Regions from separate parts of the Mus musculus genome. Here regions 1 and 3 are each linked to region 2. The links are chromatin contacts, called in public HiChIP or PLAC-seq maps. All regions are on one chromosome and are shown on one strand. The core of a region is the stretch at or near the end of the contact, and the rest is flanking DNA. Distances in the headings are between cores, read along the strand shown. Region 1 overlaps 0610040J01Rik (RIKEN cDNA 0610040J01 gene). Region 2 overlaps Pgm2 (phosphoglucomutase 2). Region 3 overlaps Gm43837 (a long non-coding RNA gene).

Region 1 (3,804 bases), core at 1,036-3,535, 290 kb after region 2:
AGACTAAATCATTAACACAATACCTTAAAAACCATGAATATTTAAAATATCAAAAGACTTTTCCATGAACTCATCTAAAAGTGTACTTTGCATTTTATTTGGCTCATCAAACTTAAACTTCACAGTGAAAATTACCTCGTGGGGAATTTTTTTTTTTTTTTTTTCTGTTTCAAGAATGCTGGGGTTACTTTCTTACGTCATTTTCTCAGAGTAATCAGGGAGTTGTGATTCAGTTCTCTTCACCTATACTTGGTTGAACAGGGGGCCTAGTAACTTTAAAAAAGACCCACTAGTTGCACCTGTGTCCACCCTATTAGCTAATTCTTGTCCTTTACAATTCTGCCAGCTTCCGCAAGCTGCCCAGCCAACTGACCCAAATCAATGAACATGTTTCCTGTCGACACTACTCGAGAGTGTCTTGTACACCTTATCTTGTCCTCAGTGGTAACTTATAGTTGTGCCCAGAACACATGTATTGCCTCTATGACGAAAGCCTCAGGGTCATTTGATGATGGGTGGTTGGGAAATAGAGACTGCTCATAGAAGGGCCGAGGCTGTGAGGAAAACAGACCACGTGACAGAAGCAAAAAAAAAAAAAGGACTCCACAGAGACATCATTAGGACTTGTGATGGAGATGTACCACGGAACTTTATATAGTCTTGGCTGAAGTATGACCATGACCTATGATCAGGGAAAATTCTTGTGCACAGTGTGGAAAACTGAGTGAACGGGCATCCAGGTATTAAAAGTGAATGAGAAGTTTGGAGCTAGGAAGAACAATTTCTCAGCAGTGCCAAACCAGGGGCTCACACAGGCAAATGCTCTTTACAGCTGAGTCACAGCTTCAGTTCCTAACTTGGATTTTTAAGAACAACACAGAGTCTGTTTGAGCTCAGATCCCACCATGGAGAAGGAAGCTATGCATATAATATTACGCCTGGCTGTGGAGCTACTGGTAACAGCTGCTGGAAGAGGCAGTTTTCTCTAAGAGTGGAGGTGCAGGCAAGTCTACTACACACACAGTCAAGAAGAGTGGGGTGATACAAACTTCTCTTGGAAGATTAAAACAAACAAACAAACCACGAACTTGAGTGTAGGAACTGGGGAGGAGTTGGGAGAGGGACATGGATGTGATTAAACCACTAGGAAGTTCCCAAAGAATAAAACAAATCTATACAAAGAGAAACAAGTAAAGAGGCAGCCAGAGCATCCAAAGTTAGAGCCTACGGTCATTCTAGATTTTATTTTCCTTTTAAAAAAGATGTACTTGTGTTTATTGAGAGTTGACTCCTATGTTGTGTTTTGTTATTATTTGCTAGAGTTTAGAAACTCAGGAGAGAGAGAGAGAGAGAGAGAGAGAGAGAGAGAGAGAGAGAGTTAGAGTTGGTGTGCTTTATTCCAGAGAATGGGGGATGCAGTAAGAACATACACAGAGGAGGTTTAGCTTTTTTGTTTTTAACCTTATTCAAGGTCAGCCTCACGGGGCAGAGTGGAGGGAAGGCAGTAGGGCTGACTCAGGAGTGGCTACACTGTGGACCTGGGTAGGGTAGAAGGTTGTGGCTGTTGGCATTTCCTCTAGGCTCTGCCCCACAGTTACCTGGAAACAACCAGGTATGCCTCATTTACTATAAAAGGAGCTACTTGCCCCCTCCTTGCTCTCTTGCTCTCCTGCTCTTGCTCCTGCTTGTTACCCCGTCTCTCACCATTCCCCTCCCCCTCCACGTGCTCACAGCTGATCTCTTTCTCCCTCTCCCTCTCCCTCTCTCTCTCTTTCTCTCTCTCTCCTCCCTCAACTCCTCCCTGCATGTCCTAAATAAACTCTATACCGCACTATACCATCATGTGACTGGTACCTCATGGGGAAGGGATGCCCCAGCATAGGCCCATAGAGACTCCCCCTTCCCCCACACCATACCATGCCTCCACCAAACAGACCCCTTCCTCTTCATTTTTTTTTTTTTAAATAAAACACAACAGTGGCCGCCAAGCCTAGAGGTCAGCACTCAAGAGGACAGACATAGGAGAGAATGCTAATCCTCCCCACTCCCCCCCAGCCCCCAGCAAGAGGACAGTTCATAGCAATCACTGACCAGAGAAGAAACCCTGATTTTCAGTGAAAGAAACTAGGCTGAAGGCCTGCTACCGGGATAGTCACCGGCATCTCTTATTAGAAACTGGGTTCCCGGTCTCTTCTGCTTTTCAGAATTTAAATATTTATAGTCAGTTCTCTCCACCTCTTTCCCCACTCAAAGCTTCCTCATTCCTCCGCTTTGAGAACATGCTTCTCTGAGAAGTCCCACCCCCTTCCTTCCTGGCATACAGTGACCCCTAGGGCTCTAATAACCTCTTCCATCTCTCACTCCTTGAAGCACAATTTGCATTCCATTTTGAGGGTGACTCAAAGTTCTCTGTCTCGGGAGACTATGAGGAATAGCCCAGTGAGGAATACAAAGACCATTTACTTCTGTGTCCGGGTCAGCAGAGCACAAGTCCTAGGTAGCTAGTGCTCCGGAAATGGGAAGTCTGCAGTTGGGTACTGTTAACTCAAAATAACCAGGAGGCTAACAGCCCGGGGCTTGTTTACACTTTCAGTTCCCACAGAACAACCTACAGTAAGAAGACAAAGGAGTTTTAGGAGTATATGCAAGTAATACATCCTTGAGTTTTATCCAACCAGAGAAAGCCAACTAATCAAGCCATACCCCAGTAATACCTGGCTGTCACCAATCACCTTATTTCTGTATCTCTGTTTTGACTTCAGCCAGTAAAACCCCTTGCAGAACTGGGGGACTGGGGGCTGGTGTGTAGCTCAGTTGGTAGAGGGCTTGCTGGTAACTGGCTACATTGTGGCTCTTGGCTCCCAGTAGACTCTATTGCAATGATATCTTCTAAAGTTTTGGTTCTCCAATGGTCACGTACATGTGTAAAGAGCTAGTATTCAAAAACTTTATTTGCAAACCGAAATTCTGCATTGGAAGTCCTCTGGAGGGTTGACCTACCTTCTAATGTATGCAACATATAAGAAATGTGTAATGCATATTTGTTGAGTGAACCAGAACTCCTTGCAAGTTGGAAGTCTTATTTCTTTAGGGTTCATTCAAACTTTGCTAAGTGCTTTATAAAGAGAGCCCTTGACGAAGGTGGCTCCAGCACGATTTATAGCTACAGGTCCAGCACGGGCTCTGACAGAGTCATGCTATTAAAGGGCCCCTAGTGCATCTTCTCTAGGACCCGACTCTCAGGTATAAAATATGCTGCCAATTTTGGAGCAAACTCTTCTCTACTTGCAAGCATTTAAAGCCAACACGAAGCACCACTGAACTAACTGCGCCTTTTTAGGGGAGAGAGTAATTTGCAAGCACATGAAGATTAGTAATCGTCCAGTAGGCAAATATTTTTTTTCCATGTGCCACCCAAAGCAAACAAATGAAAACAGAAGCCAGATTTTAAAGGTACAGTGCCCTCTTTCCCTCCCTCTGTGCTTTCATGGCAAAGATCTGTTTCTTGATCTGTCCCAGCTGAGACTAGCAAGAGTATATTGCTTTCTTTTACATTCCGAGGTGATTGGCTCCTCTGCCCCCCACCACCCCCCACCTTAACTCTCAAACCATTATAAAAGAACAACAACAGCAACACATTGGACAGAAGGCACTTGGGTGTTTGTTGATCTCGAATATTAAGAAACACAAGGAAGTCCACAGGATCAAGGCACAGACATATTCTCTTTCATGGAAATTTCAATTTCTTGTTTATATCTTGTGTGTGTGTATGTGTGTGTGTGTGTGCACATGCAGAAAGCAGAG
Region 2 (3,682 bases), core at 893-3,392:
AAAATTGGGAATAAGAATTGAAATTAACAGTCAACAGGAACACCAAAAGTTAAAATTAGAAAAACTCCTCAAAAGAGGAAGAATAGGAAAAGAAGATAGAAATTAAGAAGAAAGGCCACCAGCCCCGGAGAGCAAGCGTCTACCTAAGGACTCTTCGAGAAAACAGTCAACAATCTCCCTTTCTTGACATCTCACCAAGAAAACTGAGACCTAAAGGAAACCCAGAGCAGAGGCCCAGCATGATGAGTGGATTAGGCTAACACGTGCCTACTGGAAGAGCGACACAGCACACTCCGGGCTTGTCTCCAAGGGCATTTCCTGATAAACCCAGGCCATGTGGACTCTGACCTAATCAATGGCTTAATGCATTGATAATGCATTCTTTACTTAGTAGAGTCCTGAGGTGTAGAACTGTGGAAGGTGTGGGCTATTGGAGGAAGTGGGTCTCTGGGAACCTGTCTTTGAGGTATATATATAGAACTTGGCCTCGCTGTATTCTTTCTGCTTCTTGTCTGTAAAGTGAGCAGAGTGAATGGCTTCTTTCTACCATGCCCATCTTTGTCAGACTTCTACAGTGCCACGGGCCTAAGAGCAACAGAGTCACATGACCACCAACTGAACCAATGAAGCAATAAACCTTTTCTCTTTTAAACTGCTTCTCTTTGGTATTTTGTTGCAGTGCCAAAAAGTCTGTCACACTTAAAAAGTAACCACAACACTGAACAAAGAGAAATGCTAACCAACATACTGTGACAATTTAGAACACTGCGTTTAGAGAGAGATTTTTTCATCGAGGGGACAAAGTCAATTGTACAGAATGGCGAGAACGGTGTTAACGTCTTTGTACGCATCACACATCCATCACTACAAAGATGAGTAGATCCTGAAGATAGAGTCTGGTTACCGGACAGTAATGGAACAGTGCTTTCAAACTCTGAGGCTGGGGAATGTGAGAAAGGCAAGACATGTTCAGCCCTGAGGCCTCCCCAGCTTTACTTTCACCGTCCCAGAAAACACTTAGAAGATGTGATGTAGGAAAATGAAGACAGGAAGAAGCCATGAGTTCAGGAGTGAGGGTCTCAGCCTTGGCAAACGGCATTCTGAGGAGGACAGCTGTGCGCTCAATCCAGAGGATGATCCAGCTGCATGGAGGGGTGGAGGAAGACCAATGGACACAGACAGGGGCCACATAACAGCTGGGACCTGGGAGCAGTAAAAAAAATGTCACCGAGAACTATTAGGGAGGACTAGTGACATTTGGCATAAAAATCCAGACAACCAAGATACAATCATATACAAAACAAATAACCCTAACTGGTTATAGGAACGTAACTTTTCATGTACAGAAGGGCAGGACTCTGAAGAAGCTACTGAGAAACTCAGATCATGGTAATGGTTAACCATCATAATCAAGGCTCAGGGACGATTCCTGACGCCAGGCACAGGGCTTCTGTATGTAGGAAGTCTATGCATGGATTCTTTATCTCCATGAGACAGGAAAAAGTTCCATGGCAAGCAGCAGGAGAAACGATTGAGAGGAAAGGTGGTTGGTTGTCTCAGTGTGACAATAAAATGTCACACTTCACTATAATCTTTCTAATAGCATTTACCTCTTATAAATATATTCTGTTCATATGAAAAATTTGAAACAAAATACAAAAAGGTAAATATCAAGGAAGACATCTAAAATTCCGTCAGGATATTCCTGCTGTCCTCCTAACCTGGGCATGGCCGGCTCTACACTTCTGCTACCTCTGGCTCTAAGGGAGATCCTGATGCAAACATTTGCAGCTAGGCCACATGCAACCAGAGAACAAGGCCAAACACATCAGAAAGCCACTTATCAGTGGTTCCCCCAGAGTGGACCAGTCTCGAGTCATCTGGAATCTAATTAGACATGCGAATTCTTCATTCTTAGCCCCGAGCTACGCAATGAGAGACTCCAGGGTGGCTTTCAGCACTGTTTGCTTGTGACAGGATGTCATAATAACCCAAGCTGGTCTCAAACTCAGACTTATGATGCTCCTGTCTTGTTCTCCAAGTGTAGGGATTTAAAGATTTATAGGTATGTGTCATCATATCCGGCTAATTCTGGTTAGTCACCCGTCCTCTTGGTGTGGGTGACTCAGATACTCTCTGGAGTGACGTGTTCTGGTGAAGAGAAAAAGCTGGGTCCAGAGTCAAAAGGCTTCTCCTCCACCTGGACCCTGACCAGTCACTGCCCTTCTGAGTCACCATTTCTTTGCCTGTGGGAGGATGGCTTGGAATGTCATTAGTCATCAAATGACTAGTGAGATCACTTGCATTTCTAACTCATGGCTTCTAGTTTTTCCCACATATCCTATTTTATTTGTTTATTCTTTATCTGATGCTAGGGGCCTAACCCAAGGCCTTGTCATGTGCCAGGCAAGCAGCCTACCCCCAAGCTATACACATCCAGCCTGAATTTTCAATCAACCATGGAAATAAAGGAATCTATTCAAATGGTAGGCAATGGTGAACACAGAATAGATTAGTTGACAGAAGTAAATGTGACTTACAGCTTTCTTGTCAGGCTGGCTATCATCATAGCCAGTTGTAAGGTCCCTGATAGCAGAGATTTCAAACTTGCCACACATTTTGGGATAATTATTCTTCCCGTCATAGTTTCTCAGGTTTCCAAATAAGTTTTGAATTGTGCCCTGATCATGGCAGATAAAATATGAAGCTGTGGTAATATGATAGCCGTACCTATAAAAAGAAACCATGAATGTAAGCAAAATGAGCCACAAAAATTCTGCAGAATGTATGGCAAGATGTGTGCCAACTAGCTCACTCTAAAGTGAGTGAAACAGGGAACTCTAACCAACTTCAAAAAGATGAGTTAACATTAAAGAAGAAGCTGGGGCTGGCATGATGCTTCAGTGGGTAAGGGTGATTGCTGCCAAGCATAGCAACCTTAGTGGATCCCTGGAACACACATAATAAAAGGAGAGAAACAATTCCTCAGTTGTCCTCTGACTTCCATGTGTTTGGTGGCACGTGTGTACCCACTCATATATACACAATATATATATATATATATACATATATATATATATATATATATAGAGAGAGAGAGAGAGAGAGAGAGAGATAGGTAGAGAGATATAGATATACACACACACACATATGCACATACCACATACACACACACAAACAATAAATAAATGTTAAAAACAAGTAAAGGGGTTGAAGAGATGGCTCAGTGATTAATAGCATGAGCTACTTTTCCAGAGGACCCAGGTTTGAGTCTCAGCTCCCTCATTGTGGTTCACAAACATCTGCAGCTTCACACACATCATAGCAATTTCAGGAGACCCGATGACCTCTTCTGGCCTTTGCAGGCACCAGGCATACACACGGTGCATGGAGACATGCAGTCGAAACACCCATACACATAAAATAAAGGTGAATACATTTTAAAAGAAGACAAAAAAGAGGTCCAGGGCAGAAGAGATAGCTCAGCCGGTGAAGTGCTTGCCTTACAGGCATGAGAACCCAAGAAATCCCAAGAAACCAGATACAAAGAAATGGGTATGGAGGTGTCTGCCTATAGAGAATGAGACAGGCAGATGCCAGCCAGCCATGCCTACTTGTCAGGCTGAGGACAAAGCAATGTCACTAAGATGGACAGCATGTAAGGTCCACAAGCTGAACAACA
Region 3 (3,676 bases), core at 910-3,409, 280 kb before region 2:
TGAAGAACACCTCTCTAGAGTTCCATTAAGCTCTGGGAACAGGATCATGGTAATATTGTGCTGAGCATAAAGGTCTGAAATAGCTGCAGAGTGGTGGCCTTCCAGCTACTTCAGTGGGAGACTATGAATCCCTTGTCCTTTCAGTGAGCGTGTGGGGGATACAGTGTCTGCACCACTCAAGCTTAGTGCACTGTTCTAGACCCAGCACTGACTGGTGCTTACCTGGGATGGTACCCAAAACCTGCCAAACTTCTGTCCGTCTTGCTATCATCATTTCCGGTGTATGAGCAAGGCTTTAGTGGCCCTGAAAGATTGAGGGATCTCCCCAGGAGTACAGAGCTACATCATGAAAAGCCAGGACCAAAGTCCCTTCAGGACACTTAGCGGTTCCATTCTCCTGCCCCAAGAAGAGATGTCCAAAGGAGATTGCACAACCCACACTGAAAGTTGGTTCCAGGCACTGCCCTCAGAAAAGTCCCTCACCGAGCATTTGAGCTTCTCTCACTTCAGTCACAGTCCATTTCCTCTTCCCAGCCGGCCGGCATGCTAGAGAATTAGGTGTGGCAACTTCCAAGAAGGGAGGGAGGTACCCACCCCCACCCCCACCCCCCTCAGGACATCCTACAGCTCTGAATGGGAGCATTCCTTCACAGTAGTTGTGCTGGAACCAAAACCCTTCCTGTGAAGGTCACCTGCCCCCATCAGGAAGTCCCCCACCCCCTGCATCCTTGTCAAAAGCTCCTCCCCCCCCCACACCCCCTCCATCTTGGAGAGCAAAGGTTCATTAGCTTGCTAAGAAATCACATCTCTGCCTCTGGTGCAACAAGCCTAGGGTCTTGCAGCAGACAAATGGTATTTTTGGTTCCTTGGTAAGTCTACAAACCCAGGGTTCCATCTCCTGGCATTAAATAGCTTCCTTCCTAATTGGAGCATGCTCAAAAGTCAGACCCACCATAGGGCTTGTTAAAATTCTGATGGCAGTACTCCACCCACAGGTAGGACCCTGGGGCCTGTATCTCTAACAAGTTCCCAAGAGATGTTGATGCTGCTGGCCCTGGACCACACTCCGCATCTCCAGGGATTACTTTGTGGTGCAGCATTAGCCCCAGCAATGCCATTTTCACAAAGCACCATTTAAAACATGATTCCAGGATAACATATTATGTAAGACCCCAGAAGCACAAATCAGCATGTGAGGTCAAGAGGTAGAGGAGAGTGAAGAGCGTGAAGCCAGGTAAGCCCTAGCCAAACACTGAGAAGAGAGCTCTGGACGTCCTGTGCCTCCCATAAGGAGCGCACATCAAGGGATCGTGGAAAAAGTCTTGTTTATAGTCAGGCTTTCTTTCTCATTCCTGAGGCGACCACAGCTGACCTGGGCAAAACAGGCCTGCCCTGCCCAGACCTGCCCAAGGTGTTCCCTCATTCCTTGGAGGTGAAGATGGTACGGGCGGGGGGGCGGGGGGGAGTTGTGGGAAGGGGTATGGGGGACATGGTCTGGGGATACTGTCTGTCTCAGCCTGCCAGCCCAAGTGGACTCTGAAATTCCAATCTGAGTAGCTGAGAAGACAGAAAATGTTCTGACCCTTTCTGCAATCACAATTTCTTAGAAACATCAACATCAGAAGGTAAAACCTGAGTAGATTAACCACTCAACTTCTTCCCAAATTCTTTTGCCCGTTCCATTCCTTCTGAATGGAAATTTCTTTCTTGTGGCTATTCCTAGTCTCCCTTCCACAGTCAGCTATGGCTCCTGTCTGGGCGGTGGTCTCAGGCACTTCTCCCTCTTTGGCTTCCACACTTGCAGCATCCTTAAACCTTCAGCCAATCAGCATCTCCTTTGCAGGCTCCTTTGCCTCCTCCCTTTGTTCTTTCTGAATGATCATTTTCTTTTCTGTGACATCGACAACAAGAACTGAAGAAACAGAAGGAAAGGTAGCTGTAAGCAGAGGGAGGCTGGAAAGGGATTTTCTCTCAGAGAGAGAAGAAAGAAAGAGTGTAGAGATGCCTAGCAGCCCCCTGGAGGTTTTGAGGAAAGAGAACCCAGGCAGGTTCTGGAAGCAACAGAAAGAAACAGGGTGGAGATTGTAGCAGGGGTGGCTCTGTGGTGTGGTTACAGAGTGTGAAAAATGCAGTAAAGGGGATACAGCAATTCTGAAACCTCCCCTGGTGCCAGGGACCCTTATGCTTTAACTGCATCACCACTGTGGGACTAGGTGGCCTGGGCTCAGCCTTCATTGGCTCACCTCCGCACGATCCTTCCATCTTTGACCTTGCCCTTTCCAGTGTCTGGCACAGTGCCTAGGCTGTGGTAGTTGCTCAGAAAGGGCTCCCTTCTTTCCTCTCTCCAGCTCCGGGGCATCCTTCATGTTGACATGGGGACAGAATTGGAGTTGAGGCTGATAGGACAATAGGAGATGAGGAGGGAGGGTAAATAATGCATAGCACTGAACCCTCCCCCCCCCCCCACACCCTGGACCAAATACCAGCCTCACAATGCTGATCTTGGCAGGGGGCCCACCATCTACCAGACCCCCCCACCCCCGCAGGCCTCTGGGGTATGGCTAATTAAAGACACGCTTACTCATTTCATTCCCAAGTCACTATTTAAGGAAATAGAACCATGCCATTCCTCTAAGGCCTCTGACCTTAGATACTAGAGGCAAACAATGCCGGGGCTTGTCCAAGTGGCCATAAATGCAGAGCTGTTCAAAGAGCAATTGAGGGCCAGAAAGGGAGGACAGCACAGGCCACACAGCTGGGCCAGCTGCTGGATGGTCCCCTCCTTCCATTCTCCCCACTCTCTCCTCTTCCCCATCCCCTGCAGAAGCTAGTGGCAACCCTCCCACCCTGACACCCCCTCCCTACCACCTCCTCACAGTTAGCTCCTGGTTTTCTGAGCTCATTCAGACTCCTAGCTGACTCAGAGAAGCCTTAGTGATCTCCATGGATTTCAAGCAGGAGCAACTTGCAGCCTCTGGGATTTTTCAGGGTTTTTTGAGACTAAAGAAAAACATGGCTTTTGTATCTGTGTGTCGTGTATGTGCACATGTATGTTCATGTGTACATGTCTATCTATGCATGTAGGCAGAAGTCAGATAAGGACACCTGGGATCTTGTCCCATTACTCTCCTTTTTATTCCTCCTAGACAGGGTCTCTGAACCTGTGTCTGGACTGATGTATTGAGGATTGGTTCTAATGCTTTGATTTAATCAGGAATCTGTGTGTCCAAATGCTGAAGGACCTTGTCCCCAATTGGTTTTTGATTGATCAATAAAGATGCTAGCAGTCAATGGTTGGGCAAAAGGAGATGGACCGGGACACTTAGATTTGCGAGGGCTTGGGATAGAGAAGTGGAGACAGAGGATTGCCTGAGATGGCTTGAGATGAGTTGAGAGATGGCTCAGATTTAGAGCTGTGGCAGAGAGAGCCTCTGAGCAGTGTAAGAATTCTGGTAAGTGGCCACTGCCCACTTCCCTATTGGGCCTGGGGTAGCAGGCAAAGGCTTAGCACTGCCTAACCTTTGAGCTAATCACAGCATTTCAAAAACAAGCTAGTGTGTGTGTATCTTTCATTCGCCAATGAAAGAGTCCCTTGGTGGGTGACTGGAAGTGTGTGACCGGCCGGGAGCACAAAGTGGAATGGTATGTCTCTGCTTCTCCACCAGCCCCCTTCTCA

Evidence for each region. HiChIP or PLAC-seq counts read pairs in DNA pulled down with a chosen protein or histone mark.
Region 1: a FOXA1 HiChIP or PLAC-seq map of pancreatic cancer cells shows a contact between it and region 2. The contact joins two enhancer-like sites. A contact is called at or near these places in 3 of 39 promoter capture datasets (the C10 cell line and stem cell-derived epiblast-like cells), 2 of 115 datasets of contacts at active chromatin or transcription factors (microglia and pancreatic cancer cells) and 2 of 9 other capture datasets (adipose tissue and liver).
Region 3: a contact with region 2 is called in a FOXA1 HiChIP or PLAC-seq map of pancreatic cancer cells. The contact joins two enhancer-like sites. A contact is called at or near these places in 1 of 15 datasets of contacts at CTCF or cohesin (the NIH/3T3 cell line), 1 of 484 Hi-C or Micro-C datasets (myocytes), 1 of 115 datasets of contacts at active chromatin or transcription factors (pancreatic cancer cells) and 1 of 9 other capture datasets (pancreatic islet).

What each region holds. Positions count from the first base shown.
Region 1 is chr5:63,825,677-63,829,480 of GRCm38.p6, reverse strand. The region is part of intron 1 of 0610040J01Rik (RIKEN cDNA 0610040J01 gene); the gene reads right to left. Among named protein-coding and RNA genes, the nearest start is that of 0610040J01Rik, 15 kb to the right of the region's middle. Within about 2 kb of position 2,285, at least 99 of the 459 cell types and tissues checked have an H3K27ac peak or open chromatin away from gene starts, as enhancers often do. A contact at or near this core is called in adipose tissue and pancreatic cancer cells, where this site is marked.
Region 2 is chr5:64,111,056-64,114,737 of GRCm38.p6, reverse strand. It overlaps Pgm2 (phosphoglucomutase 2), which reads right to left. Exons shown (of 14, transcript NM_025700.3): 12 at 2,541-2,730. Among named protein-coding and RNA genes, the nearest start is that of Pgm2, 20 kb to the right of the region's middle. Within about 2 kb of position 2,142, at least 75 of the 459 cell types and tissues checked have an H3K27ac peak or open chromatin away from gene starts, as enhancers often do. A contact at or near this core is called in adipose tissue, myocytes and pancreatic cancer cells, where this site is marked.
Region 3 is chr5:64,388,449-64,392,124 of GRCm38.p6, reverse strand. It overlaps Gm43837 (a long non-coding RNA gene), which reads right to left. Exons shown (of 3, transcript XR_003955925.1): 3 at 2,250-2,396. Among named protein-coding and RNA genes, the nearest start is that of Gm43837, 12 kb to the right of the region's middle. Within about 2 kb of position 2,159, at least 114 of the 459 cell types and tissues checked have an H3K27ac peak or open chromatin away from gene starts, as enhancers often do. A contact at or near this core is called in myocytes and pancreatic cancer cells, where this site is marked.